7 separate regions of the Mus musculus genome follow, and regions 2, 3, 4, 5, 6 and 7 are each linked to region 1. A link is a contact called in public Hi-C, HiChIP or PLAC-seq and promoter capture Hi-C data. All regions are on one chromosome and are shown on one strand. The core of a region is the stretch at or near the end of the contact, and the rest is flanking DNA. Distances in the headings are between cores, read along the strand shown. Region 1 holds the start of Ccdc181 (coiled-coil domain containing 181). Region 2 holds the start of Tiprl (TIP41, TOR signalling pathway regulator-like (S. cerevisiae)). Region 3 overlaps Tiprl (TIP41, TOR signalling pathway regulator-like (S. cerevisiae)). Region 4 has its middle 28 kb from the start of Tbx19. Region 5 overlaps Gm51669 (a long non-coding RNA gene). Region 6 holds the start of 1700029M03Rik (RIKEN cDNA 1700029M03 gene). Region 7 overlaps Gm32652 (a long non-coding RNA gene).

Region 1 (2,958 bases), core at 139-2,638:
CAGGTATTTCTGTGAGGTGTTTCCACCAGTTCTTACATGTCCTTCGTTTTCTTCCCTTGGTCAGTCATGGTTAGCCTATGTACACTCAGCTCACTGGAGAGAAGAGGCATTAAATGATGTGCCTGCATAAAGTGTGACATAACCCCTCTCTCATTCCTTCCTCCCCTGCGGGTAAGTCTTGAACACTCATGATACATCTCGTTATTCTATGATTTGATCGTGAACTTTCTAAAATGTCCTGTTTTCGAGGTATTTTCCTCTCTCATCTCTGATGACCAAAACCCCACTTCCTTCAGAAACCTTCATTATCCTTCCTCACCAAGCTTGTAAATATTACAGTTAGTTCCTTTTAAAGACCTATTAGCCTGGGGAACTCAAGAACTATCTATCAAACATTTATATGGCTGGAGGCTTGTAAATGTCTAAACCCAGTCTCTCCTTGAAAGGGAACTCACAGTTTCCTAGGAATGACTGCCATGAATATTTTTGCATGGAAATGAGACATGACAATGTTTATCCCCAGATCACATTGTTGGCTTCCAAGTTATGCATGTAATTGCTAACAGGCAGTGAGGCATAAGGTTTTGATGTATGCTTCACCCTATCTGGTATATTTTGAGTCAACAAAACAAGTTGATGCCTGTCTTCCCACAAGCTATCATCTCCATGTGTAATGCCCAGCCCGTCTCCCATAATTTATACTATTTTTCAAAAGTAAGCTCTGGAGTAAACTCTTTACATATATAAAGATATATATATATATATAATCAAGGAGAGGTTAATATATTAATATATATTAGCTTATATATGAATCTCTCCTCGATCCACCTTTTTTTTTAGATGAATTTGTACCTATGTTATATTGCCCTTCTATTTACACTCTGTGAGCTCCTTCATGGCTGGCCTATTATCTATCACCACAATCTGAATGTTCTCTTATTTTCCTATTATCCCCCAAGGTATTAAGGGAAGTTATGGGAAAACTGTAGTTGCCTCTCTTGATGAGTTTGATTGCTGGAACTAAAGTTCTATTTTCTTTCATAACTCCTTTCTGTAAATACAATTTTGGCTATAATTTCTTTAAGCTGAGGGTCGAAACAGCAATTAACAACTAGCAACTGTTATCTTTTAATATTTACTTGAGGAACTGTTATCTTTTAATATTTACTTGAGGAAAATGAACACAGAAATGCACTTTTATTGTTAAGTTTTGGAAACAAATTAAAAATCTGACTACAGGTATACAAAATCCACATTCAAGGCAGAAAACCAAAGGGGATGCGAGTCTTCCGGGTCTTGGAAACGCTGGCCGGATGTAAGGCGCAGGTGTTCGCGGGGATCCGTTCTGCGCCTGCGCGCGATCCTACCCCGCCTCAGTAGTGGGAAGTCCGGAAGAAGGCCTCAGAGGCGCGCTGTTGCCATGGCACCCGGGTGCTGGGTGCTTCAGGAGCAGGCCCCGGGGTGTCACCGTTGCCTCGTTGTCAGAGCTTAGAAAAGGAGAAGAGAGCTCCTGCGGCCATCTCTGTGACCCCAGCCGCTGCATCTTCCACAGGCAGGAGGGGACTTAGCGGGAGAGGAGGGAAGGACAGGCAGACAGGTGGCAGGAGCAGGGAGAGGATAAACGTCGGGGCGAGGTGGCAGGGAGGCGGCTGAAGCGAGCCCTCTTCCAGGGAGAAGCCCCAGGATCTCCCCAGCCCCGCACAGCGTCACTTCACCATGCACCAGGAGAGCCCCTCAGAGGACGGCTTAGACGCTTAGAGTTTTTGTCCTATCATTTCCCTTCTCAGAGTTTAAGACTATGAAAGGTAGCTTGCGTGGAAGAAATCACTCCTGAAATGTTAGCTTCCACACATAGAATGCTATATTCATTCCGTTGGTGCTTCAGATGTTCAGCACGAATCCAAAATTTTACCTAATTTTGTTAAATATTCCTGTCAGAGCTTGTAACAGATGGTAATTTAAAAAGTATTTCATAACACCACAGACTTATGGGGATGCAGCAGGAAGGATGGACCAGATAGTTTCATAGTGCTGTAGAAGTTTGCTTAACTGCTTTTTAAAATAAGGTGTTTTTTGTTTGTTTTTGTTCTTGTTTTTGTTTTGTTTTTGCTAAATGCTTTTTTTTTATATGGAAAGGTTTTCTCTTTACTGTTTATTCTTTTGGTTCTAGGTGTTTCAACAAATATTGTTTAAAAGGTTATATATGTAGGGGTGAAATAGAAGTATTGGGTTAAAGTATTTTTAAATATTTTTAATCTTGTGAGAAAGTTACCAAATATAATGTGCATCTATGCCTGAGGTTCGGAGCCACATTGCAAGGTCTTCAGACACTGAGAATTTTTCACACACTTAAGTGGAAGGAACTAATTTCTGCCACTGCAGTTTACTATTGATCTGGCCAAAAGCACTTACAGAGATTTTTTTTTTAAATTGATGATAAACTTTACATTTTATATGTGTAAAAAAAAATCATAGTAATAAAATAGGAAATGCTAAGAAATGCGGTTCATGGAAGATACCATTTTATTCTAGTGTGTTGACATGTGTATCATGTGAGCAATGCCCTGGTGGTGATGGTTAGGAAGCCAAAGGGTTGAATATCCTGTGACTCATTTGAAAGGCTTACGGGGCTTGGCAACAGGAGTTCATGTTTATGTTGCTTGTTTACGCTAGAAGCAGTGGAGATGTTTCTTTTTGGAGCTGTAGAAATTCAATTACACTTCAGATTTGATCCAACTTCATTTATTTTTCATTTATTTTGCCTGTGCCCTTTTAAAACTTATATTTGTGTGATTTTATTAGGTCTTAAATATATATGATATATTTTTATTTGTTATTGGTTCTGGTTTTGAATTTAGCATTTTAGCTTTCATGTAATTGATATTTTAGGAGCTCAGAAGTATGAACTATTTCAAACTTATTATTTATGAGCTCAGAATTATGTTTGATATAAGACTC
Region 2 (2,958 bases), core at 160-2,659, 960 kb after region 1:
ATATTCTGAATTAATAACATTTGAAACAACTTATGTTTCAAAAAGGATTCTTTTACATATGTAAATTTTAAACAACAACAACAACAACAAAAGGTCCTGAAGAGCCTCCCTTTTTCTTTCTTTCCATCAACTGCCTACCAAACTTAAGCACTGAATCTCAGCTTCTGTCATCTCTTTCCTGCTTACTGGCCTCCTCTCCAGCATTCCAGCCCTCCATCTTCTACAACACCTCCAAGAAACCTTCCAGACACAACCACGATGCATGTAGATATTGAGTAAAACTACACCTGATGACTACTATATAAAATTCAAACTTCTTAGCAAGACAGAGAACTCTCCAATGACGAGGGAGGCAACACTCTGCCAGGGCGCCCCCCCCCCAAACTTTGTCAGGATACAGTTATAGGCATCCCCAAACACCTCAGATCTCAGTCTGAGTGCTGGCTTTACCCGGCCATCCAGTCTCCAGACTTGATCAAGATTCTGCCCAGGTGCACTGACCCTCGCGCGAACACACTAACGCGCACACACACCTGTATACATCTTCATCCTAACCAACCACACAATAATATAACGGTCTCTCGTGAAACTATGAATTCCTTGGGCCTTTCTCTTTCATCTGTCCTATCTCAAGTGCTTATCACAGCACCTGATTTGCTAAAAGAAGGAAAGAAAAAAAAAAAAAAACCTGAAATCTTCATCCTAAACAGTCACACAGTAACGTCACACGGTCTCACGTCCTCTGAAGTCTGTGGTACTCAATGGTTCATGTTCAGAACCTCAAGAGCACACCACAGAACCAAAGAAGCTCAAAACTAAACATAAATACCATTTCCGTCATTGCCCGCAAGGGAACAGGTCATCGCGCCCAGAAAGGTTGCGCAGGCTTAGGTAGGAAAAAAAGGAGCGGCGAGGTTTAGGTGAAGTCCACCAAAACAGCCGCGCTCAGTTCAACCCTGAGAAGCTACAGTTCCAGCAAGCAGAGGTCGCCGCGAGCAGGGAACAGGACCATTTACTGAAGTTGTCAATCAACGGTCGGTCAGAGGGACCGAGCCTGCGGCCCCAAGTACCGCGTGAGGCTGCACCGAGACCGTCAGACCCCCAGCCCGGACACCAACCGGACCTGGCCCGGCTCGGCTCGGCTCGGCTCGGCTCGGCCCGGCCCCGCCCCACAGCCTCACTTTTCCACATCCGCAGACTTCATGATGTGGGTCTTGGACGCCGTCAGCTTCCAAGGCCCGAAGGAGAAGTCCTGGTGGCTGCTCTGAAAGCCGTGGATCATCATGGCAGAAGCGGAGCCGCAGGGTTACTCGGAGCAAGCGCCTGCGGCAGCGGTCGCACGATGGCCCTCTCTGCAGCGCGGCTCCTGGGCGCGTCCGTTACCATCTCGGCCCCGCCCCCTGCCGCCGCGCCGTAGGCCCGCCCTTCCGCCGTCTCTTCCGCCCCTCCTGGTTTTACTTCCGGGACCACTAGCTCAGGGTGACACACGTCTTACGTGGAGACGCTGAGGGGCGGGACTTGAGCGCGGGGGTGTCGCTCTGGCGCGCCGCCCTGAAGTCTCCGGGTGACGTCACCCCAGAGTGAATGTGGGAATTTGTCTTTCTGGATCCAGAGCCCCGTGCTTCACTGCCTTACCTCCTCCTTACAGACCGCTCCAAGCAGTGTCATCACCTCTTGTGCTTATGAGTCGTGGTGAAGAGGACATGCCCAATGTCCCTATCGCTCAGGAAGCCCAGCACCAACAGCGACTTTGGAGCCAATGACAAATAGTAGCTCCTCCACCTTGAATCCCAGTGGAAGAGCCCCACTTTCTTACCGTGCAAACCGCCGACGCCCTGTGTTTGATTCTTTGTACCACGAAAGAAACGTCAAATTATCCTTATGATATTTTAAGACTTTTCTACCCGCACACAGGTGTAGTGGAAACGACGCTGAAAGCCCGGTGCTCCGTCCATGCTTGCAGTGCAACTGTGTGTATCTTTGGGTAAAACACAACTGATTCTTTTCGGCCCCAGCTGCCTCAAAATGAGATGGTTTAATGTTTGAGCATCTCAAAACTGTTCACCATCTCAATTCCAACACCCCCTCTCTTATTCACTCAGTGTTTGTTTCATCGACGCTGGAACCGCTAAGCAGCGTTGTTGCATGATTTCTGCTTCAATTCCTACCTTGTCTACCAGAAGGTGTTAAGCCAAGTAAACCTTTTCCTCCTCAGGTATTTTCTGTTTGTGTGTCTGTCCCAGGAACCCATCATCAATTTCCCCTGCCCAAGGTGTCTGGATTAATTCATTCCGTTGGCATCCTATCCTTGGTTCCTACATAGTTACTCTATTTCCATTGCCTACGGAAAGTAGGGCGTCTCAGCTTCCGCAGAGGATAAAGATGTTCATCCCGAATAGTGGAGGATTGTCTACCATCACTGACCTCCAGAGGTTGGCCCCTGACGCACTTCCCAAGGAGGCTGGGGTCCTTTCACTGACGTTACATTGTAAACCTCACATCATCTAGATCTGCTAGAAGACCTAATAAGGAGGTAAATGAGCAAATTACATGCAACGAAATCCATCCTCTTTTCTTTCTGAAAGAGTTCCATACAGCCAGCCTAGGCTAGCCTTCAATTCACTATTGTAGCTAAGGAGGACCTTGAATTCCTGATTGTTCTGCTTCTTCCCAAGTGCCGTGTGTGTGTGTGTGTGTGTGTGTGTGTGTGTGTGTTTTTCACCAAGCCTCCAACATTCTTACTATATGAAGTCTTCCTTTGAATTTTTCTGCATTAGGCCAAGAAAAAAATGTATAGAATCTCTGTGATTTTTGAAAACAGCCTAGTCTACATAGCAAATTCCAGGCCTATGTATTCCTTGTTTCAATAAACAAACAAATGTGCCTCTTGTTCTTTCAGCATAGGTCATGGCTGAGGCTGAGTTTAGTTTCAATCATTCTACCTAACAGCGACAACAA
Region 3 (2,958 bases), core at 143-2,642, 940 kb after region 1:
GGATGCTATGCATGACATGTACCCATGTGTTCTGACTACTTAAAAGTGCCCTCAGGAGTGTAAGGAGCAGAGGGAGAAGAGAGACAGGCGCTTAAAGGCGAACAAACTAGGGGATCGCGTTCATACCTAGCAGTTTCCATTTGTAATCTGCGTGGGAAATGTGTCTGCAATACTGAACGGGTTCAGAACAAAATAAATGAGAACGATACATCCTAATCCAATCTTCAAGTAAGTCTAAGAAAAGCTGAAATAAACAGCAAACTATGAATACATAATTCCTTATTATTTATTCTCCTCTTACAAAAGACACTTGGACAAATAAATATAAAATGGCATATGTCATATTTAGAAATGGCCAAGGACACACCTGGGTACTCCTCACAGGGATACACTAATACAATCTTCAGATGCACACTCCTCCTCCCCACCGCCCACCTCTTTAATTTTTTTTAAAAAGTCAATTATTTTATTTTAATTCTCCACAATTTTTAACAATGAATTATCAAAATAAGTAATCTAACACTACTCAGAGACAAAGACATTTAAATGAAAAGATTTAAAAAATACTTGTGTGTACAAACACACACAATATGTTGCCCAGAAACTCCAACTAATGACTAATACAAGATTAATTTTGTAGGTGACATGTCACAACTCTCCGTAAGTGCGAACAAACACCAGAAAGCCCACAGCCAAGAGCCAGAGTAGCACATCAGCATGCAGTCAGCATCCTATGGCGGCCGGCAGGTCCCAGGCATCGGGGCTCAGTGACAGCCTTACAGTCAGCCTCCTCACAGTGAAGACGATGCTTCAGGCCGGATGCAGACCATGTCCCCTCATGAGACCCACACACATCACTGCTGACGTAAGCTCCAGAGCACATCTCTCTCTGGAGCAGGAACTTGAAAACAGACAGGATAAACAGGAGTTGTGTGGAACCTGCCTGCAGCAATCTTTTATTTTCCTTTAAGGCTACAGAAAATCTGCGCATAAGCAAGGAAATTAATTCTCATAATAAAAATACCCCTACAAATAGCCAAGGTTTCCAGTCAGGTTCCACATGGAGAGAGTCTGCTGTACCACATTTTATTCTGAGGGCGTACTTTGTGAGTCCACTGGGTTAGGATCAATTCTTTCTGGAAATACGAGCTTCTCACAAACTGCTTCCTTAATTGGTAAATATTGTGATATTTCATTAGGTTCCGTGAAGAGGGAAGGTGGAACATGCTAGGAAAAACATAAAATCGTATTAGTATATTCTCAGTTATGGCTCACACGATTTCTGAAACCTTCTAGTGTAAGAGTTCACAAAGCATGCTAATTTCAGCCCTGGGGACACTCCACGTAAGGAGGAGCATTGAGTGCTCCCCCAGATAACAGCTGCTTCCTGTTACTCAATCGTTCAACTGTGTGGCTGATCTTCAAGGAACTTGGTGTCATAACTGACAGTGCTACTGTAAGTGCTAAAAGAATCCCACACATTTTGATCAAATCCCTCCCTAGTACCCGTTACTTGAGTAACTTGAAAGTTCAATCTTTAGTTAGAGTCCAGTACACATTCTACGACAGTTACTAACTATTCTAATCCAAGCATACACTATATTCAGACAGAGTAAGTACTATGGTTTAAAAAAAAAATACTTATTTTGTAGACATGTACTAAGCCAGTTCATCACAAAACCCAAGTGCCACGGAAGGACTTCACAAATTCCAGGGGAGCAAAAAATACAGGAAAATTATGTCAGAATAATTACAGATGCTGGTACAGAGGCACCAGTTTTTGGAAGAAAAAGGGATGTGTAAGAACATATACATACAAGTGACATCACAGAGGAAGTAGGATGCATCTATATGTTTACAATGATGGAAGAAAGAGACAGTGAATTTGAAAGACTAAGGAGATACAGGACATGGGAGGCCTTGGAGGGGAAAGAGAAAATTTATGGAACTCTAGTATAATCTCAAAACATGAATAAATTATTAAACATTCTAGAGGGTCAGGTGCTAAGTCAGAGGAACATCCATGGCACCAGCTGCAGCGATGGGACTCAGGTCACACCCCTGCCTCTCAGCTTCTTCAGAATGAACAGGACTCAGATGGATGGCAGCGAAGATCTCCAGGTGCCCTGGTGCTGGAGACAAACCCAGGAGAGACCCACCCTGCAGAGCCCAGGAGGAGCACATCTTCTTTGGAAGGGGTGGAAGGACGTGGTTCCCACGCCTGGAACAGGGCAGAGGCCTCCATGATGTCATGGCTGCTGTGGCCTAGGGCTTGTTTGTATAATTTAAGTATTTTCATGTTCCTCCTTTGAGGAATGTCCTCCCTGTTAACATTAATGACTCCATCAGTCCAGGAGGCGAAAGTGTAGCTAATGTCTCAGTAAAATGGTAAACCCTGGGACCTTCAGGACAGCCCTTAAGGCTGTAAAAAAACTCTGAAAACATGAGCTCAAAAATATATAATTTCTCAACTATGTAAAATATAAGGAACTATACAAGGTGTTTCACTAATCTAAAGGAACAAAAGCAGCTGTGCTGTGAGCCAACTGGTCAGGAAGATACTACGGAAGGAGATACAGAGAGTTAGGGAGTGGTGATTGACGGAGATCCTACCCAGCTAAGTTTTTTTGTATGCTTAAAAAGGCAGACAGATCCCTGGGTTTGAGGTCAGCCTGTGACTGAGGGAATTTAGATCCAGGCCCCATCCTGTTATCTTATCTCTGTGCTTAACAAAGGCTGACAGATATCTGAAGGGCTCTGTAATAAAAAGTGTGCTTGCTGTCTCCTAAGAACCAAAGGCCATGGGATGTTGACTCATAGGATAATCAAAAGGGAACCTGGGGTAATGACTGAATTGATATCTACATAAAAAACTAGGTTTGTGATCTTCAAGAGATGTCTTTAGGCCTGCAAGAGAAAGCTGTCTAGAGAACAACATAGGTTGTCCTGAGACTTGAC
Region 4 (2,958 bases), core at 184-2,683, 860 kb after region 1:
GTAACAACAGGTATAGGGGTTAAGGGGCACACACTGAAGGCCGGCTTCTACCCTGAAGTCTCCAGCCTGTGGACACTCACAGGCATTCGCAGCAGACAGCGCAAGGATATTCGCTTCCAGCAGCCATTTGTAACAGAAAACAAGTGGAGCTCAACTCTTTCCAGATGGGTAAAGATAAATATGCTAAGGTTTATCCACAGAACGGAAAGCTTCCTAAAGAAGAATTCTAAAATAATTAAAATTGTGAGGAACAAACACCCTGTCCCACTCCTAACAATTAGCAAAGGAGACTCCAAGTAGTAAGAGCAACCTTGCAAGGTCAGGTGCCATCCACGGTGATCAGTCACATGAATGTGGTGAGCTCAGGAGGGGACAACCTTTCACGTCATCTGCCACTTATATGTATGTGGGTGTATTTTGGCTCTTTATGACCTGTTTAGTTTAAATCTGTTTAAGAGTGTTAAAACACTGCACAGGACATGGGACAAGTTGGGCTGCTGAGATTTTTTTTTTACTATGATTAAATATTAGCTTATTAGGTGAGGGCAGCTAGAGTCCTTAGCAAGGAACAATGTTTTATGCTCAATGTATTTGGACCTAGGCTGACTTAAGCCATTCTTATTTTGAAAATTGACACTCATTTTTTATTTTTTATTTTTTTACAAAATGATAGTTATATTGAGGTCTATAAACATGTATGCTATTTTAAAGTATCCGTTGAAGGAGCTGGAGACATGGCTTAGTACTTAGAAGGTCCTCACATAGAGGACCAGAGTTTGGCTGCCAGCATCTGTATCCAGTATCTCACAACCACCTGTAACTCCAGCTCCAGAGAATATGATGCCCTCTTCTGGCATCCATGGGCATCTCCCTACATCTACAACCCACACATGACAACTTCACATATATGCACCATTGAATTGATTTTTTAAAAAATTAAAGAGGAGGAAGAGAGGAGGAGAGAACTGGAAATGACCAAAGATTTTTGTCATCCTTCCAAAATAATGAGTTCTCCTTTCATAGCTTCATTGATGTTGGACATACACAAACACACAGAAACACACACACACACACACACACACACACACACACACACAAGCTTGCCTACTTTCTGGGCCAGAAGCAAAGGACTTCCTTGTCAGCCTAGGCAGCTCATAGCCCATATTCTCATTAGTTCTCCTGCCTTCAAAATCCCATAAGGGTGTTGCAGAGCGTACCAGGTAAATGCTATATCCGCAGTGGGTTTATGTCACAGCTGAGGGGCCTCTTAATCACGCACGCATGTGCATGGGTGCACTCGTGTATAGTGTGTGTGTGTGTGTGTGTGTGTGTGTGTGTGTGTGTATGCGCGCCCGTGTGTGTCAACGTTCAGCATAAAGCCCAGCACCCTTTTGGAAGGCCAGGCCTTACTGGATAAGCTCCAGTGCTGTAACTTGCATGACTCAGCAAATCTAAATTTTGATCCGTTATGCGACATCTCATCCTTTGTGGGTCATGCTGTAAGCCTGGGGTTTTACAGCTTGACAAAAAGACATTCTTAAGGACACAGGTAAATGTTCCTAGGGCTCAGGGTGCAAACAAGGGTTTGGGGGTGCTTCCAATAAAACTGAGATAAACATACAGGGTTGACTGCAATACAACAGCTGCAGTGGCTGAGTCTGTCTCCTTCCAAAAACAAGTGTGTTGAGCAATAGCCCCACCTACAGACGGCTTCTGGAACTGCAGCAGTAAGAACATGGCTTCTGGTAGCTTTCTACTCCTTTTCCTCTCCTCTACTTTTCTGGTTTGTTTTCTTTTGGTTTTCCAGACAGGGTTTCTCTGTGTAGCCCTGACTCCTAGAACTCGCTCTGTAAACCAGGCTGGCCTCGAACTCACAGAAATCCTCCTGCCTCTGCCTCCTGTGTGCTGGGACTAAAGGTGTGCTCCACCACCTCTAGAAAGACAAGTATTATCTTGTTCACCACCACCCTGGAGGCTGGCTCACCAAACAGTGACCTCACGTGGCACTGGCCTCCCCATCCAAAGTCTCATCAGGACAAATGCAAAGCTTTTCTCCCACTTAAACCCTTTAAAGTTCTTAAAGCGCTCTGAATGTTTTGCCGGCAATACAGTTTTTGCTAAGTGACAAGAGTACATTTTTATAATCTATCCCAAGATCAATCACCTCTTTTCTACTTATAATTAATATTTGCAAGCTTCACTAAGCAGGCTCTGAGATCACATTTCCATTAATAATCTAAATTATAAAGAATTCAAATCCCATAGTCTACGGTTCCAGGAAATTCAGTTTTTTACCAGAACCTGCCCCAAAGGGATTCTAGGAGACAGTTTTTTCCTGCCATGTAAGTCCTTCCTGGAACCAGCCATCTGCCACCAGGTCCCTTATATCTGCAACCCCTGAGGCTCTGCTCAGACGGCCATCTCTCTGCTTCCTCTAACAAGTGTATTCCCAGGAGCCGGCCCTTTGCTTTATTAGAGTATCCCTAGAGACCCGAGTTGACATGGTGAGAAGCTAAGGGAAGTACCTCCAGAGTCATGTGACCGCCCCTGCTTGGGTCCCCTCCCAATACAGCAATGACACCGAGTTGTGTGCAGGGATGTGTAACTGTCATCAGAGACCTGAGTCTAGCTTCCTAGTAGCTGTATGGCTTCAGGAAGCCCAGCTTTCTGAATCTCCCTCCTCATCTGTACAATGGAGAGTGAGCTGGCAGCTTCTAGGCCACAAAAGAACTTACACACCAATATTCAAAAAGCGGCATCAGACCAGATGCTCACTAACCAAGTAAACGATAGTATGAACACAGTGCAAGTTTATAGGACCGAATATCGTCTGCACAGAAAGGAACAGGCATGCTGCAGTGCCCTGCATCAATGAACTGGGATGCTGGTGTGTCCTGCATCAGGGGATGCTGGTGTGTCCTATATCAATGAACATGCATGTTGGTGTGTCCAGCATCA
Region 5 (2,958 bases), core at 341-2,840, 770 kb after region 1:
CCCTCTCTGTCATCTATTTTCAGTGAGACATGGGTGTGTGACCTCAGGACCCAGGAGAGCAGAAGAGCTGGTTGAGTGCTATAGTCTAAATCCAAAATGCCCTCCCCAACAAGTTCATGTTACAAATATTTTGTTTTCTACTAGTTATTTAGGGTGGTTCTGGAAGCTTCTGGGGTGGGACCAGGTTGAAAGACATAAGTTATTGGGGTGAGTCTTTGGCATATATGACCCCTGGCCACTTCCTGTTGCTCCCCTTGTTTCTTGTGAACTCTTATTCTCTGCTCCCTCATGCTCTCTACACCATGGCAGACAAAGCCCTCTGAGCTCACATTAACTCTTCCTTCTGTTAAGCTGTCAAGACACAGCAGCAATGAATATGGTGTGGGCGGGGGGGGGTGGGGGGGGGAGGGGATATGTAGTCTTTGCTCACTGTTGTTCATGGGGAAAGGCTGCCTGGCCATACAAAATCAGCAGACCCTCCCAGGAGCTCCCCAATCCAGGTCAGTTAACTCTCTCCTTCTGCCCTATGATGCTGTGGTTTGTACACACTAATTATCAGTAGGGACTGGGTGGGTGGGTGGGGTCATCCTTACTCTTAAACTTATGCCAGAAAGTTCTTAGGGGACATACTCCATTCTTGGAGTATTCTGTTGCAGGGTCAGACAATTAGCTAACAATAGCGGAATGAGTTTCAAAAAACCAAAACGAGACACCTATAAAAAAATGGAATTTTTCAATCCCAAAGAAGGAAGCCAGGTCATTTATAAGAAGGTAGGTATAACTGGTGATCGCCCTACTAAATGAATTAAGATGGTCTCAGAAAGACAAATATCTTACGCTTTCTCTCGTTTGTGATTCCTGTATCTCCTATGGACATAAAATTGTGTATATATGACATGAGAGTAGAAGTAAAATTATCTAGGCGGTTGAAGGGGAGGACTAGAGGGAGGAGCAAGAAAGGGGAGGCTGGAGAAATGGGTGGAGTTTGTTCAACCTGCAACATACACTTGTATGAAGCTTAAAAATAAATTAAGTTTATTTTAAGCAAAGCCCTTTCCATGTGACCTTGGGATGTCTTATAGAGGATGTGTCCTGTCAACTAAAAATTGTAGCTCACAGCATCTACCATTATCAGATTATAGTAATATTACCATGGTGTGACACCTGGCACAAAATGATAAAGATATTAGGCCCTTATCAAGTCTCCTATTTAATTTGGTATGAGATGTGTCTGTCATTGAGACATGACAGCTTTGATACAGGTATAGAATTCCAATGCCAAGGCCCCTAGGCTTCAGAAATACAGACCCTGTATTTATTTATTTATTTATTTCTGAGCTTTGGGATTTATAATCTTAGCCTCTCCAGTGCTAAGGTCCCTTTTGCATCCAGGTCAGAAGGAAGGCCTGCTAAATAGCTCCGCATCCTCGGTGCACAGCTCCTAGCATGGCACTGGACACAGGGTGAATGTGCCATGAAAGGCAAGTGGCTTTTGGAGGTAGGTTTTCATAGAAGGACAACCTAACAGTCTCTGGCTGCCTCTGGCAACGGCTGCAGGGCACCCTGGCTGAGCAATCTTCTGTCATTCTCCTGGCAGGGGCAATCAGGCAAGCTGCTACTGGTACCTTAGATGAGTCAGCCATTAACTACGAAGTCATACAGATTCTGCAGGAACAAAACAGCTTGAGTCATGGCCCCAGGTGAAAAGGGCAATGCCAAGCATCTTCTATTTAGCCTGCATAGCTGTTTTAGGAGCTGCCCCAATTTTCTAGACAAGGAAATTAAAGCTTACATGGCTCATCCAAGGTCACATATCTAAAAGGCCAATCTCACGGGGGGTGGGGGGGGGGGCCTTCCTGAAGAAGGCAGAGGAAAAGGAGAGGGGAAGGAATTGGTGAGGGGTGAGGGAGGGGGAAGAAGGGAGGAGAAAGAGGAGAAGAAGATGGAGAGAGGGGGGGAGAGAATGTGTACTCTCCAGCTAGCTTTCTTCCGTGTCCTGAGCACAAGGAAGATGCTAAGGCCCCTCCGAGGGGTGGCCATGAAGCCACGCCTGCTCTGGGCAGGGATCTCAGTGAGTCACCCATCCTGCATTCCACCCTTTGTCCTCCCATGCCCCTCTGCACAGCACCATGCTCCTGGCTGGCCTCTCTGCAGTGCCCTTGCTCCCTGTCTGCAGAGCAGCATTTGTCTTTGGCAAATCTGGGCTGCCAGGCTCCTCCTCTGCAGGCAGGCTGCAGTGGTTCCTTAGAAGGTCTGCTGCCTGCGCTGGGACCTGTCAGAATGAAAGATTCCAGTGCGGCTGGCTCTGTCTGGTTTCTCTCTCCCATCTGCCCTCTGTTCTCATTCTCGTGCTTGCTGTCTCTTCAGCGTGTCCTTCCCTCCCCACTTTTCATGTTCCTGATATAGTACACCAGTGTACCACTGCTGCATCCCAAAAGCAACCCTGATCCAGAGCTTTTGTCTTTGCTCCTCATGGGCCTTCCTAGGCTCTCAGTGTTCCAATAGCAGGACATAACCCTGGGTTTACTGGATGAAACATGCCTGGAGATGGGTAGATTGCCCTTAAATTTTAAACTGCAAAGAAGATACCAGAATAAACATTTGTTGGTGTGATTATTTCTTTTAAAAAGCAAATAAACAAACTTCAGACATGGTTGATGAGAGACAGAGGCAGAGATGAGATAAATTGAGTTAAATGCCACATAGGGATCTAAGCCAACCTCTGACCTCTTCCAAATACTGTATTAGCATATTTATGTTATTCTTCTGTCTTTGGTGGTGGTGGTGGTGGTGGTGGTTTGCATTTGTTTTGTTATATAGGGTCTCCCTTTATAATCCAGGTTGGCCTTGAACTCATTATGTAGTCTAAGTTGACGTTGAACTCACAGTGATATGCCTGCCCCAGCCTCCCAAGTGCTGATATTACAGCATGAGCCACCACACTGGGCTTCAGTTTAG
Region 6 (2,958 bases), core at 287-2,786, 690 kb after region 1:
AGAAAACAGGGATGTGAAAGTGACAGCTGACTTAAGCAAGGTGGAGATCATAAATGACACAAGGGAGAGGTCACACTAGATTACGGGGAGCAGAAAACTTAGTGAAGGGGGTCCAGAGAGGCCCGGGAGACTTAGTGACAGCATAGACAACCCTTTAGAGGGAAAATGCTAGACCACACTCATCTTGTAAGTGCCATGGCAGAGACTTAAGAGATAAAGGGCTGCAGTTGAAGGCGAAAGTGGGGTCAAGAGGGAGAGCTGTGTTTTGATTTTTGGGTCTGGTCCAATAAGAAGCTTAACATCAACCACACCCACTGATTATCTTTCCAATGATCTGAACTCATGGATGCACATCCCTGAGAAAACTGTTCTGTGTTCCTGATCCTTAATGCTTCCGATCACATTATTTCTACATAACTATTCATACAATCTGGTTCACAGTCGATCTTTTTCTTTGTATAAACAATGGAAATAAATAATAGATAATATCTTGGGAGCATTCATAATAGTTACTGCCTCTTTAGTTAAAGAATGACTCCATTTGGGGTGCCTCACAAAAACGCAGTAATGAGAATCTTCCACTCATATTTTAACAATCAGAGAAATCATTGTTGATTTCAAAACTGAAAGGAAGTTCACCTCTGGGCCCACACTGAGTCTTCTCTACCCATCTTCTGCTGCTACCGTTTGGTATCTGGCTTGGTCCCGAACATTCATGCAAAGTTCCAATGTCAGTGTAACTGACTTCTCAAAGTCACACACGCAGCATGCTTCTCCTAACGGGAGGGATGTTAATTTCTAGGCGACTCTACAGTCCTAGCTGCCCTCATCTGCCCTCACTTTCCCCAGCGTTAGCACCGTTGCTTGCTCACAGTGTTGCCTTAACCATTTCCTCCACGTCTTCAAAGTTGTGGTTTCCTGCCCCTTTGCAACACAGACATAATAAACCACTCTTCAATTATTTTTTACTACTTCTTCTGCCTTTGTCCCAAGTCGAAAGAAGTCAAAACTCTGCCAAGTTTCTGTTACTGAGTTTGTCTCCCAAGTCAGGGGCCCTGCCTTCTCCGCAGGTCTCATTGTTAGGTCACAAAGCTTTTGAGATTCTCACTGCAGAGCTCTTTATTTCCATCCCAGTGAGTACTGAATAGTTTCTCCTTCATCCTCTTGTCTCATTGTGCCCTTCAATTCCTTTTCTTGATGAGTCTATCTACTCTCCTGTCTGTGATTAAAAAAGAAAAAAACTGTTCATTTTGAACAGAGAGTAAAATGAATAATTTGGAACTACAGTTGCCTCACAAGAGTAGGGTGCTGTCTGATAAAGAAAAATTTCCTCTCTGCCTTTCACTTACAGATACCAGTACATGTGTACACATTTTCACATGCTACACTATAGCAAACATAGCTTCAGATTGCTCATAACAAGTGCTCACCCTGTGTGAGGCAGTCTGATAGCAGCTGGTGTTTATTACCTCACAATTCCTCCACACATCACAACCGAGGATGTGACAGGGGTAAGGCACCTGCCCAAGATTACACAGTTAATAAATGACTGACTGAGGTTTGAACCCAACTCATTTGACTTCAACACTTACAGAATTGACTACTCAGATAAGAGAGAGCCGTCTCTCAGGGAAATATGGAAAAGCAATACTCCACAAACCTCAACGGCAAGAAGAGTTCCTCCAAAGGTGAGATCTTGATGAAAGTGAGCAATGTCAGTATGCAGTTCTTTGAAATCTCACAACTTACCTTAAAATTCATGACAATTTTGTGTCCATTCCATAATATATCCAGATTGCTTTCTATTACAGGGATAGTTAACTCTCCCAAAGGATACAAAAGGCATTTATAAAATGGATGACAAACATTGTAAGGAATATACTTTCCTCCAAATGAATATAAATTCTATGAAAATCTCCAAAGACCTTTGAAAGGAAATGCTCCGCCCCTTTCCTCTACCAGCAATATCTGTTGAAGCAGTATGAAGGGGAGAGGTGAACACTGGATTGTTTTAGCTCTTGTCATTAAAGAAAGCGTGTACATTAAGGCAGCACAGAGAAGGTATTGATTTGTGAGACACAAACAGTCAAACACGTACATCCATTCTCCATCCTAAGCATCCATCTCCTCTAAGACCCCGCTCAGATGCTGAAGGACCAGAGAAGACTAAATCACAAAGCCCAGTTTCCCTTGTTCTCTCATGGAGAGGCTTGCTCTTGCACATGTGGACACACTAAGGATTTTACTCTAGTTTCTCTCTCTCTCTCTCTCTCTCTCTCTCTCTCTCTCTCTCTCTCTCTCTCTCTCTCTCCACATATGTGTGTGTGTGTGTGTGTGTGACATACATGATATATATGATGTATGTGTGTATTTATGTATGTGTATGTGTGTGTGAGAGAGAGTAATCTAGCCCCTGTTGCTTTCCCATTTTATATTTATTTCTTTTAATAGTGAGCCTAAGAGAGAGACTCTAGATTTAAGCTCACATGGTGCTTGGGAGTCCCATTCTTACAGTCCTGAGAGCTGATAGGAAGCTCAAGACACACACACTGCCTCTGCAGCTGACAGGAGCCTCCATCCCCATCCCTCTGCATTTCTCCCAGCTTCTCGGTGCCAGGAATCTCTAGGAGGGCACCCGAACCTTTGGTCAGTCTCCCTCACGCCTCCGCTCTGCTCTCTGCCCTCCCACCCCGACAGTTCCCTAGCCACCTGCCTGGGAATATGCTTACTGCAGAGCCCTTTGGTGCCACAACCCTCCACTCATGTGCTGCCCCCCAAAACCTTGTAATGGAGGATACAGTGGGCATGACTGTGTCCATTTTGTTTATGAAGAGACCTGGATGGAACCAGGATGAAGCGACTTGCCTGAATTAGTCACCCTGGGGCAAATCCGGGCCTCCAACCAGGGCATCCTCACCACCTCACTGATCACCCTCCACAAAAAATCGTGGATCCTAT
Region 7 (2,958 bases), core at 234-2,733, 610 kb after region 1:
AGGAAAGAAAGAAAGAGAGAGAGAGAGAGAAAGAGAGAGAAAGAAAGAAAGAAAGAAAGAAAAAAAGAAAGAAAGAAAGAAAGAAAGAAAGAAAGAAAGAAAGAAAGAAAGAAAGAAAGAAAGAAAGAAAGGAGAAAAGAGATGGATCCAGACCCCTGGCAAGCCAGTCGCCACCACAACTCTGCTTGCACTTAGTCTTCCAAGAAGAACATAGAATACATAGAATGTTGCAGGGCAGGGACCACGCTTCAGCGCATATCCAGCACAGAGAGATCCCAGGACATGGTAAGAATCATCTTCATTTCCTCCACAAAAGACCACACATTGAAATCCCAATAGACCACAAAAAATGGGAGACTTTACCTCTCCATTGCCCTGCTTCCTTGACTCCCAGTTGTAAACTGCTGGTTTAACACATCCTGCTAACTGCTTTCTCTGGCAGAGGAAGGGTAGCTGAGAGAGAACAGGAAGGTGACACCCAATAAATGATGGCACTAAAACAAGCAACAACACAAACAAGTCACTTAGAGCCATTTTCAGAAATGACTAGCAAGTGCCGTGCCCTGGAAGAAAAGCTGCAAGGAGAGTACATGTGACACAGAAAATGGGCGTTTCACATTGAAAACAGAGCCCGAAGGGCAGTCCCAGGGTCTCTAAGTTCACAAGGCAGTATCAACTATTGGCACTCAGGGCAAACAGAAAATTTTTCTGCCTCTTCCTCTCATGCTACAAGATGAAAGAAAGGTATTTCCCCTCAAATGTACCCAAAGGAGAGTGTTATGAAAGAGAGAGAGAGAGAGAGAGAGAGAGAGAGAGAGAGAGAGAGAGAAATAACAGCACCAACCTTCAGGTGTTGGTCCTGTGTGTGCTTAAGCACAGCTGTGGATCGGAGCTGGCTATTTCAGGAAGCCCATTGGCTTGTAGGCAACTCTTCCAGGAAAACGATGTTTCACTGTGCACCAACATCTACCTCTTGCAACTCAACAGTTCCATTCTTAGGACAGTATAAAATAACTCTATTCTTGCTCTTTATTTATCATGTTGTTTTAAACATTTAGGTAACATGTAGCCCCATTTTGGTGCACCCTAATTCAGTCTATCTTTCTCTCCAAATAAGTCTCCTATGACTGGCCATTAACCCTAGACATCTTAATCAGTATCATTCATTCTGAATAGCTCAGAACCTGGGCACCTGTATGAGGGGGGCAGGAGTGAAGTCACTTCTTGCTGGTGACATGTTTGACTGTCCATGTGAAAGCTGGGGTGACAGGAAGCACCTGCCAAGCAGTGTTCTTTAGAAGCCTAAAAAACATTTCTACTCAGAAAGCAAAAACAAATATCTTGACCTTTTGAGGCTGATCCAGACAGAAACTGCCTTAGGTTATTGTGGAAAGACAAATGGCAGAAAATTTAATATTTACGGGTCACGTTTAGAAACAGCTACTTCCTGTCCCTCATGCTTACGTTTGCAGGAAGGGGCAGGGAGACTGTACCCATCTACAGCCTGTGCACAATATAGTGTGTGTGTGTGTGTGTGTGTGTGTGTGTGTGTGTGTGTGTGTTTTCTCTACTAATGCTTGGAAAAGGAGCCAATACTTGCAGACCATCTGTCTCTAAGTACCTAAGGGATAACCTAGTAAACACTCAGAAAAAGACCCCCATCTCCCTAGGGGACACCTGGAACATGGAGGGGACAACTAATCTAAAAGTCCAGATGCTTCTCAATTAAAATACATAGGATTTTTACAAAACAGGATAGAGTATGTGTCAATGGTTGGTGGACCACCCTTCCTTGACTGCATGGCTTAGATGGCATATCCTTGGTCCTCCGATTAAACTTTAATCTTATTTCAGAGATTGAAGACAGACTTGTGGGAGGGGTTCCCTAGATCTCTTTGTCCCTCTTTCCAGTTTAGCCATAAGAAATAAATCTCCTTTTCTCCTTTCCATTATTAATTTGGCTCTTTTAATTGGTTTACTAGGGACAGGTGACTAAACTAGCCACTTGTCGGGCCACAGACTGTGACCAAACTGAATGACATTAGGGCACAGTACATGAGAAGGTAGCATGGATGAGATCCCACATGGTAGTCCAGTATGGTAAGTGATACAGACAGGATGGACAAGGAACATGGAGGGGCTGAAAGAAGACAGAGTGAGACAGACCAGTATGTAGAATGGCATCTCTGATGGCTAATAGGGATGGCACTTCTAAGACTGAAGGGTCACAGTGCTTACCAACTTTCAAGTGTTCTCTCTAGAATATCAGCTTGGCCCTTTCTCCTGAACTCTCAGCATGCACCGTCACCTCCCACATCCCACATGGCTAGCTCTCAATTGCCTACACTTAGGAAGAACATTGGACAGCCGTAAAGAAACAGGTTTTTAAACCCATATCACGGGAGCTAGAAAAACTCCTAAGCCATGGAGAATGTTAGAAAGGATCCTCTAGAAATACAAAGTGTAAGACTCGCCTTTGGGAAGCTTCAGAAGTGGAAAAGATAGAAAAGACAAATCTCAGTCTTGAAGAGGGCAGTGATAAAATCAAATCCTTCGCTATGTCTACCCATTAACCAAGACTTGGCCAATCGCATGGCAGATGCTGTATGACCTCAGTTGGAAAAATACGTGAACATTAATTATCAAAAGCTCTTCCCTTAAGTTAAACAAAATTATATTCAGTTGGAACACGATTTCATAAGGTATGAATAGCTGAGCTATCATGGTGAGATGCTTAGCACAATTGCAGCCTCTCCAGTCTCCCTCAGACCATTTATTTTTATTTGTGAAGATGAAACCTACCGGAAGTTTTACAACTCCCTGCTTGCCATGTATTCCCTCATGCAGCAACGTGAAGAACAATGAGAGCATCACTGAGCCGGATGGCCACCCCTACAATGGGTCAGAGTGTAAATTTTAATTGACAAAATGAAGGTGCCACTAGTACTGCTGACATTT

Evidence for each region. Promoter capture Hi-C pulls out the DNA fragments that hold promoters and counts their contacts. A called contact is a pair of places that touch in the nucleus more often than the background predicts. HiChIP or PLAC-seq counts read pairs in DNA pulled down with a chosen protein or histone mark.
Region 2: a contact with region 1 is called in an H3K4me3 HiChIP or PLAC-seq map of bone marrow-derived macrophages, with 5 times the contacts expected there. The contact joins the promoter of Tiprl here to the promoter of Ccdc181 in region 1. A contact is called at or near these places in 2 of 39 promoter capture datasets (embryonic stem cells and pre-B cells), 1 of 15 datasets of contacts at CTCF or cohesin (large pre-B cells), 11 of 115 datasets of contacts at active chromatin or transcription factors (the 230-238 cell line, the SCID.adh cell line, astrocytes and 7 more) and 1 of 9 other capture datasets (adipose tissue).
Region 3: an H3K27ac HiChIP or PLAC-seq map of large pre-B cells shows a contact between it and region 1, with 6 times the contacts expected there. The contact joins the enhancer-like site here to the promoter of Ccdc181 in region 1. A contact is called at or near these places in 2 of 39 promoter capture datasets (neutrophils and pre-B cells) and 5 of 115 datasets of contacts at active chromatin or transcription factors (bone marrow-derived macrophages, embryonic stem cells, forebrain and 2 more).
Region 4: a promoter capture Hi-C map of pre-B cells shows a contact between it and region 1. The contact joins the enhancer-like site here to the promoter of Ccdc181 in region 1. A contact is called at or near these places in 5 of 39 promoter capture datasets (the C10 cell line, cranial neural crest, hematopoietic stem and progenitor cells and 1 more), 1 of 15 datasets of contacts at CTCF or cohesin (large pre-B cells), 2 of 484 Hi-C or Micro-C datasets (B cells and bone marrow-derived macrophages) and 10 of 115 datasets of contacts at active chromatin or transcription factors (T-cell acute lymphoblastic leukemia, embryonic basal ganglia, embryonic forebrain and 6 more).
Region 5: a contact with region 1 is called in an HNF4G HiChIP or PLAC-seq map of pancreatic cancer cells. The contact joins the enhancer-like site here to the promoter of Ccdc181 in region 1. A contact is called at or near these places in 3 of 39 promoter capture datasets (embryonic stem cells, hippocampal neurons and pre-B cells), 6 of 115 datasets of contacts at active chromatin or transcription factors (the 230-238 cell line, the NIH/3T3 cell line, embryonic basal ganglia and 3 more) and 1 of 9 other capture datasets (embryonic stem cells).
Region 6: an H3K27ac HiChIP or PLAC-seq map of large pre-B cells shows a contact between it and region 1, with 3 times the contacts expected there. The contact joins the promoter of 1700029M03Rik here to the promoter of Ccdc181 in region 1. A contact is called at or near these places in 2 of 115 datasets of contacts at active chromatin or transcription factors (large pre-B cells and memory CD8 T cells).
Region 7: a Hi-C map of regulatory T cells shows a contact between it and region 1, with 4 times the contacts expected there. The contact joins the enhancer-like site here to the promoter of Ccdc181 in region 1. A contact is called at or near these places in 2 of 39 promoter capture datasets (embryonic stem cells and hippocampal neurons), 1 of 484 Hi-C or Micro-C datasets (regulatory T cells), 6 of 115 datasets of contacts at active chromatin or transcription factors (the 230-238 cell line, embryonic forebrain, embryonic stem cells and 3 more) and 1 of 9 other capture datasets (embryonic stem cells).

The regions. Positions count from the first base shown.
Region 1 is chr1:164,274,210-164,277,167 of GRCm38.p6, forward strand. Ccdc181 (coiled-coil domain containing 181) reads left to right here and starts at 1,389. Exons shown (of 6, transcript NM_029115.3): 1 at 1,389-1,552.
Region 2 is chr1:165,235,549-165,238,506 of GRCm38.p6, forward strand. It overlaps Tiprl (TIP41, TOR signalling pathway regulator-like (S. cerevisiae)), which reads right to left and starts at 1,410. Exons shown (of 7, transcript NM_145513.4): 1 at 1,182-1,410. The coding sequence starts at 1,285.
Region 3 is chr1:165,214,654-165,217,611 of GRCm38.p6, forward strand. Tiprl (TIP41, TOR signalling pathway regulator-like (S. cerevisiae)) reads right to left here. Exons shown (of 7, transcript NM_145513.4): 7 at 1-1,227. The coding sequence ends at 1,087. Among named protein-coding and RNA genes, the nearest start is that of Tiprl, 21 kb to the right of the region's middle. Within about 2 kb of position 1,393, at least 44 of the 459 cell types and tissues checked have an H3K27ac peak or open chromatin away from gene starts, as enhancers often do. A contact at or near this core is called in bone marrow-derived macrophages, where this site is marked.
Region 4 is chr1:165,130,983-165,133,940 of GRCm38.p6, forward strand. No RefSeq gene overlaps it. Among named protein-coding and RNA genes, the nearest start is that of Tbx19, 28 kb to the right of the region's middle. Within about 2 kb of position 1,434, at least 62 of the 459 cell types and tissues checked have an H3K27ac peak or open chromatin away from gene starts, as enhancers often do. A contact at or near this core is called in bone marrow-derived macrophages, embryonic stem cells, hematopoietic stem and progenitor cells and 2 more, where this site is marked.
Region 5 is chr1:165,044,656-165,047,613 of GRCm38.p6, forward strand. All of the region lies in intron 5 of Gm51669 (a long non-coding RNA gene), which reads right to left. Among named protein-coding and RNA genes, the nearest start is that of Gm51669, 15 kb to the right of the region's middle. Within about 2 kb of position 1,591, at least 151 of the 459 cell types and tissues checked have an H3K27ac peak or open chromatin away from gene starts, as enhancers often do. A contact at or near this core is called in the NIH/3T3 cell line, hippocampal neurons and pancreatic cancer cells, where this site is marked.
Region 6 is chr1:164,959,351-164,962,308 of GRCm38.p6, forward strand. 1700029M03Rik (RIKEN cDNA 1700029M03 gene) reads left to right here and starts at 1,537. Exons shown (of 2, transcript NR_166148.1): 1 at 1,537-1,688. Gm39692 (a long non-coding RNA gene) reads right to left here and starts at 1,045. Exons shown (of 3, transcript XR_865701.2): 1 at 640-1,045.
Region 7 is chr1:164,881,403-164,884,360 of GRCm38.p6, forward strand. All of the region lies in intron 2 of Gm32652 (a long non-coding RNA gene), which reads right to left. Among named protein-coding and RNA genes, the nearest start is that of Gm32652, 17 kb to the right of the region's middle. Within about 2 kb of position 1,484, at least 28 of the 459 cell types and tissues checked have an H3K27ac peak or open chromatin away from gene starts, as enhancers often do. A contact at or near this core is called in the 230-238 cell line and regulatory T cells, where this site is marked.